Regions from separate parts of the Salmo salar genome. Here region 2 is linked to region 1. The links are chromatin contacts, called in public Hi-C maps. All regions are on one chromosome and are shown on one strand. Each heading gives the region's core, a stretch centred on a gene start, on an enhancer-like site or on the middle of the called end of the contact. The rest is flanking DNA. Distances are from core to core; before and after follow the strand shown. Region 1 holds the start of LOC106570276 (serine/threonine-protein kinase pdik1l). Region 2 holds the start of LOC106570286 (nuclear receptor subfamily 1 group D member 2).

The links. A called contact is a pair of places that touch in the nucleus more often than the background predicts.
Region 2: a Hi-C map of muscle shows a contact between it and region 1, with 4 times the contacts expected there. The contact joins the promoter of LOC106570286 here to the promoter of LOC106570276 in region 1. A contact is called at or near these places in 3 of 3 Hi-C or Micro-C datasets (blood, gill and muscle).

The regions. Positions count from the first base shown.
Region 1 is chrssa14:73,882,101-73,885,915 of Ssal_v3.1, reverse strand. LOC106570276 (serine/threonine-protein kinase pdik1l) reads left to right here and starts at 2,179. Exons shown (of 3, transcript XM_014142414.2): 1 at 2,179-2,801; 2 at 3,766-3,815. The coding sequence starts at 3,777.
Region 2 is chrssa14:74,062,470-74,066,284 of Ssal_v3.1, reverse strand. LOC106570286 (nuclear receptor subfamily 1 group D member 2) reads right to left here and starts at 2,010. Exons shown (of 9, transcript XM_045694791.1): 1 at 1,429-2,010. The coding sequence starts at 1,444.

The DNA of each region.
Region 1 (3,815 bases), core at 930-3,429:
TCTATGCATTGATATTGTGTATGCTTAATTTGAACTGAAATAGGTGTCGGTACTCATGTTGGGTGCCGGTACTGTTTATATTTAGGTGCAGGAGCTCCACAATACTTTTGAGCTAATATTCTATAAGAGGAACAGGAGCCCAAGCAGTAGAACATTTGAGGTGCTGGTACTCAGCTCCGGTGAATTTCTGCCCAAGTCAAGTACTGTGGTATGTATAACATGATAATACTGAACTCAAAGCAGGAGGGGTATATTACTCTGTATGTAGGTGACAAGAGCGCCTCTTGAACAAATCGCCTTATCTATACTTACCAGGACAGGCAAACGCCCTAACTTCAAGCAACCTCAATAAACCTCTGATATCTCTGTTGTGTTTCTGAAGGCGTGTGACACTAGGTCTACTTAAATCCTAAAGTGTCAAATATAATCATATTCAGTGTAGGCTGTGGGATAAATACCAGGACTTACTGTCAGAAATGCATTTGTTTAATTTTGTTACAAATCTACCTCTGATCTTATGATACATTGTATTATGGACAAAAATGTGTGCTTGTGTAAGTTATGCTTTTGCATATGTTTCTGTCATATGAGTTGAAAGTATGGTTAAAAATATTCACAATCATTCCCCACAAAATTAATAGCCAATACCCATTTTCCTCATACCATATATCCTTTCTCGTCACTATCTCAATTAGGTCTATATGTCAGTATTCAATGTATAGGGGTTATAAATGAAGCACAAAACAAACAATAGGCCTGATATTGTGTGTTACTTGATTTCTCTGCTTTGCTGTTTATTAGACCAAATAATGTAGCTATGTTGACTATTATCACCAACCACAGAATGTGGTATAGTAGGCCTATAGCTCACTTTGACAAATCATGTACCAAGCTTTATTGCCAACTGAGTTGCGAACAACGCATAGTAGTGTTGACATGTGCATCATTGACTCATCTGTTAATAAACACATGTCAATATGATACACCGCTGGTGGGTCTGTCTCTTTTTAGGCTACAGTTCCTGACAAACTGAACATGTGACAAACTGAACATGATACATCCAGGCTCTATCACATCCGGCTGTGATTGGGAGTCCCATAGGGCGGCGCACAATTGGTCCAGCATCGTCCAGGTTTGGCCAGGGTAGGCCGTCATTGTAAATAAGAATTTGTTCTTAACTGACTTGCCTAGTTAAATAAAGGTTACATTTAAAATGTTAAAAATTAAATGTGATGCAATGCTGGGCCTATATTTGATTAATGGGTTGGTAGTCTAGTGCCTAGAGACTTTAAAGTTGTTTTACAAAGTACCAAAGAAACGTTTCAGGAGACAATGTTTCTTTCTAATAGCAAGTTTATTAATACTTTGTTGCAACATTGTGCACATCTTCTTTTCACCCACATTATGGTGCCAAAGACATTACAGTATGGAGATAGGCTAAAACGGCTTCTCCAATAGAAATCCCTGATCACACTTGTAGTAGGCGATGTCATGGCGACGTTGGCTAGCTAAGCGCATGCGTAGAAACAAGTCATCGCGGCTAACGGTCGTCTTGCGCCGAACTGCGCATGTTCAAGCCCTCAAATCATGGGCACTCCTTCGATATAAAGTTATTTTTGAACAAATTAAAACGTATCAGTTTGCCACTTTCACTAGGTTGGAGTAAGAACAAGTTCAACTACTTAATACATTGGCTCGAATCTACGTTGTGTCTTTAGATTTCGAGAAAATTAACAACAAAGGAAGAATTTTCCCTTCTCTCATTGACTACTCAAACCCCAAACACAGGTCTGGTCTGTTTGCTCTGTTTAACTAGCGTTACCGGAAGTCTCGCCATGTTGCACCTCTAGGTTCAGAACTCTGTGATGGTGCTGTCCATGGTGCTGTCCCTTTAAGAGCATGCTCCAAACAGATATTGTGACAGGGGAGTTACATTTTCTGCAAACCGTGTTGATCAAGATAAAATACATCATATCGTTCTTTGTTGATACTGCCTACTAGCTAAAATAATGGTTGAGCTAAATGTATCTTTCAGAGCTTCATTTCATTCAAGATCATTAACATATAGTCGGTGTTATGTAAAATATAATGGTACAACCTACATGGTGTCATTGGAGCAAACTAAATATGGCATTCAGGGGGGTTGACGGAAAACCAATACAATTTTACAAACAATAATTGCATTAACTTAAGATGGTTATACAAAAATGAGACAAACTTTTAAATTTCATCGTTTTCCAAGACAACCTATTTCTTTGATGTCAGTGCGATGTCGTTACAATCCTCTCAGAAACGACTCACCCCGGTCAATCTCGGCGAAAGAACGTTGCTCAGTGCGTGTACCGAATTTAAAAATGTATTGAAAATAAATGTTATTTCTCCACCGAAGAAGAAATGTTATTCCTCGTTTTACTGGTGTAATGAAAGCGAGAGGCACCGTGACTGTATAATTTGGGAGGGAGTTGTCAGGGCAAGAATCCATTGGCATGAATTTAAAACTATACAATGAACGGGGGCACAATTGTTATTTTTTTTTCTTTCAGCTAGAGAGGGTTGCTTAAAAGGGGGGCAGTATTTCCCAGTTTCGCTTCTGCAGAGCACACAGTCTGTGTTGTTTTAGTAGCGAGGCAAGCGAGCGGGCGCGCGCTGTTGATGGGGTACTTGAGCTGCAGATTTGCTCAGCACGCTCACGGAACTTGTCTATCTGCGCGACAACGTGTTTGGCTGAGTGGTGGCTAATGGCTGCCATAGAAAGTGAGAAAGACAACAACAAATGAATCCTTGAGAGAAGACGAAAACAGGTAAATGTGTAGCTTGCTAGATATATAGCTAGCTGCTCTTTATTTCCTTTCCTCGTCTTCATAAGAAGCCAGTTCTTTTGTCTGCCCGTGCGACATGGTGCTTGGTGATGTGCGCAGGTGTGTGGGACTAGTTAGTTAGCCGAATGTGCTAATTTTGTCTCGGCGCATAGAGGACAATAAACGTGTCCACGATTTGAACAAGCTAGCTAGGTCGTTTACTTAAGCTACTAAGCAAACTAATTTGTCTACACCCCCCTCCCCCTGTGGTGACAGCTACATAGATAACGTTTACATGTATATAGCTATGATTCTAGCTAATAAGCTATTGTATTTTTAGCCACCATTTTCTTCCCTTGGCTTCCTAGTTAGCTAACGTTAGTTACTGTTAGCTACCTAAAACACAGTTTCGCTTCCGTGTTAGCTAACTAAGAGCTTAGCTAATTAAACATATTACTATTTGATTATATTTTGATTTATTCTTACATATTTGGGCAGTCCGCTGACGAACGTACATTTAACCCTTTTCTAAATGTGTCAGCTGCCAGCCATGCGTTAGTGTGCACGTACAGGTCAGAGAGTGAGGGGCACAGTTGATTTGTTTACATTTAGCAAGCTTTGGCCTCTAAGGGTTTCACATTTGCTCTCTTGTGGGTAGTTAACTGTCCTAATTTGACTTGCTAAAATGCGAACACTAACGTTTTTGTTGTCATACATTTGACATTGTCACTTAGCTAGGTAGTTTGTTTTCCTCAAAATACTAGCATAGGCCTATAGCTATGGGTTTTGACGTGCTAAGGAGGAGGGGTCTGTCAAGTCAACTCACGTATGACAGATTAACCCACCTGGTTGGGAGATTATTCAGTAGCTAAGGGGCATAAGTGTTACATTCTGTGCTGCTGACCTCGCCTAACTCTCAACAATAATCGTTGGTAACCCATTAACCCCACCACCTCTCTCTGCACAGTGAGGAAGAGGATGGTGAGCAGCCAGCCGAAGTATGAGCTGATCCAGGAG
Region 2 (3,815 bases), core at 761-3,260, 180 kb before region 1:
CCAAGGACTATATCTGTTCCTGGTTCTACATTTGAATGGGGCATGCTTATTTAAGATGGTGAGGAAGGCATTTTTTTTAAATAACCAGGCATCCTCTACTGAAGGGATGAGGTCAATATCCTTCCCGGATACCCGGGCCAGGCCGATTAGAAAGGCCTGCTCGCTGAAGTGTTTCAGGGAGTGTTTGACAGTGATGAGTGGAGGTCGTTTGACCGCTGACCCATGACGGATGCAGGCAATGATCTTGGTTGAAAACAGCAGAGGTGTATTTAGAGGGCAAGTTGGTTAGGATGATATCTATGAGGGTACCCGTGTTTACGGATTTGGGGTTGTACCTGGTGGGTTCATTGATCATTTGTGTGAGATTGAGGGCATCAAGCTTAGATTGTAGGATGGCTGGGGTGTTAAACATGTCCCAGTTTAGGTCACAAAGCAGCACGAGCTCTGAAGATAGATGGGGGGCAATCAGTTCACATATGCTGTCCAGAGCACAGTTGGGGGCAGAGGGTGGTTTTTTGCAGGGGGCAACAGTGAGAGACTTGTTTTTAGAGGTGGATTTTTAAAAGAAGAAGATGATAGATGATTAGGTTGTGAAATTCTTGGCCTAATGATCAACTATTATTTACTTGACTCACTGATGACGTTCCTTTTTGGAACCCACCCCCACGTGGAACAGGCATTCTCGAAATACCCAGTGGTAGAAAACTATGGAACGCCGTTTGGGTCTTTGCATGTCAAAAAGATACTTGACGCGTCAAAATAACAATATGTAAACTATATGCAACTGTTGGCCAATCACTATATCAAAACCTCCTCATTCATCATCACCAACAAACTATGAAAACTGGGTCAGTTTACATTCCTGCAACCCTATAACTGCATGCAGTTTCACGTGTATCCACACCAGCTCGCAGGGCAGGATCTTTGGCAGAATTATGCTATGTTTACGTCACAGCGCTTCTTCACCAACCAGAGGACGCAAGGGGAGCGTTTAAAGACAGACGTTTATACGTCACAGCGCTCTTCAACCAATCAGAGAGAGCGTATACAGAGTCGCACATGGCTAGCGACCGGTCCATGTGAGAAAAGGGACCTGCAACACTGTCCCAGCCTATTGATTCTGAAATAACACACACACTGGCACTCCTAACCCAGTTTGAATTAAGGCTGATTACAGTAAGAAAGATCGGACATTAATGAGCAGGTTATTGCAAACCATTTGCTTATGTTTTGATTCAGAACATCACGCAACCCTTTAAAATCAGGATACTGACAAGTAGACTTGAAGTTGTAACATTCATCTAGGTTACAAAAAAACAAATTAAACACACTATCAAGATGCAATGTTACAAACAGTTATTGTGTAGACACTAAAATATGCTACAGGCCTACATATTTATAAATGTATTGAGCATAAAATGAATTTACCTGCTTTTGTAGACATGGAATGTCCTCTGAACCTGAAGTCTGATGACGTGTTAGCTTGTTTTCAGCAACTTTTTCGGTCGCTGGTTGATACTACAGATCAATGAATTGAAGCATTCAGAAAATAGTCGGCAAACGCATTTAGGCCTACTAGTTCCGCAGATACATCTATAGCGCAACAGCTACTGTTGCCAATCAGACTGATTTCGCACCGTGATATTTGACGACAACCATCTGTCAAAACTATTCACATAAATTCAAATGTATTCATTTTGTTTAAACGTCCCGAATCAAACCAAAGATTGTAGCCAATTTTGTCGCTTCAGAATGAATCGAACGATCGGAATTCCATATCTTTTTCTTTCCGCAGAGCGCTCCAAAAAGCTGTCCGTCTGATGTTTTTTCTGTAGGCTAAAGATAGGCCTAAGCCTATATATAGCTATAGCATAAAAATATGTATTTTCTTGAAGGAAACGATAGCAAAGAGTATAAAGTTATCCTCTGCCAGAGAGATTCGTTGGATGACTGTTTCGATTAGAGCTCTCTACTCAAACTGCTATGCTACCATGTGACCCATCACAGCGGCTCCTCCTTCCCTAGTTTAGCGCTGGTGTCAATGGGCAAGTTCGTTTTGCATGGCCCGGATCCCCGGGGGCCTGACGATTTCGCTTAAGGACCAATGGAATGGTCTAAAATTAAGAAAGACTCCTCTCCTCGGGCACCGGACCAAGCAAAATGAACAAGCCCAATGTAACCCACTGACACACTTTTTACATGGCCACGTAGTCGTGGGTGAACATACATTGCTGATGGGTTCCAGTAGTGTATCGTATAGCATCAAAAAACATGATAACATTTCTCCAACATATTGAATGCACTGAAGCATAAAATCAGAAATGATTATAACAAGATTTTTCCCACATATATTGAGCTCTCAGGATTTTAAGAATGTAATAAATATATCAAGCAGTTTATATATATTCTGAATGGCATATATTATTATTATATTATAAAATGCATTCTCACATTGGCAGCAAAGGCTTCTTCACACAGTCCAATATAAAAAAGATATTTTTTCAAATTATTTTCATTATTAAAAAGAATTCAACAATTTAATGTGCGTAATAGAGCATGCCAGCTTGTAGTCCTAAAACCCGGAAATGAGTTACCTCTGGTTCGTTCAGCCTTTCCTATGGGGAAAATTAACAGGGAAAGAATAGTTGGGGATAAATGGCGAAAATAAGGTTTGAGATTAACACAGGTTTAGATCTTATACGTTTTGTTCTTTGAGCTAATATCAGTCAGTTAACACGGCCTTTATTAATTATGAAGAGTTTATATGTGTTTTTGTTTGTTTTTTACATAAGTGCTTAAGAATTCACAGAAAGTGACATTAGCTGATGAAGATTATCTCATAGAACCACAGACCTTATTTTCAGTAAAACTGTTTTGATACTGTAACAATTCTTCTAACAGTCTCTTCGGTAACCTACACTCTCACTGTGGCCCCAGATAGGGCATGTTAGGAGAAAAGTGGTCCTCGTGTCCAAGAGGTGAGGCAGAGGCCACAGAGAGGGGAGACAACATGAGGGCAGACACATGCAGAATGACACACACACAGGTAACAGCTTGTTTCTTTACTCAGGAACGAGGGCAAAATGTAGATATCTGGGTGTAGGTCTGCATGTGCATTCGAAACACATGCAGCAAAGTAGACGTCACATGTAGCAAAGCACAGCAATCACAGATCAGATCAGAAGTAGTTGTTTATCAGGACATTGAGTCGCTAGTTGACTTTACTGCAGCATCCTTTGGATATATGGGATATATTATATTCAACCACGCGAGGGACAAATGGAACCCAAAGGGTTGTTGAAAATCTCTCATATCTTCACCCACTTTGTTCCTGAATCCATGCACTTTGGTTGAAATGGGATGAACCACATAATTTCTCCCTCTGTCCCAGAACAGGTCAAACTGACTCTGACATGAGCTGTTTCACTAGATCTCCCACAATTTCTTGTCATATTGGTCGACAAGAATAAGGTGTCTACCTTTCCAACCAAGGTCAGCGCATTAACAAGGAGCAAATTTGAAGATAAGTAAAACAAGGATTTTTCAACAACTCAGAGGACAATGGAAGTTCACTTCAAATACGACAGCTTTGTAGATTTCCTGCTGCACTCAGTTGCCTGACAGACATGGAAAACACCACCTCACGGTATCAAGCTGCCTTGATGGGTTTGGAGCAGCCATATCCCAAAGAAGACTTCTCCTGACCACCTCCCATTTCCCTGGTTCTTTAGATTCCTCTGCCACCACAATGAAAGAAATAGACAAGCCCACACTTTTCTTCAGTTTCTGTTTTGGTGGAATTCTGGTCACCATAG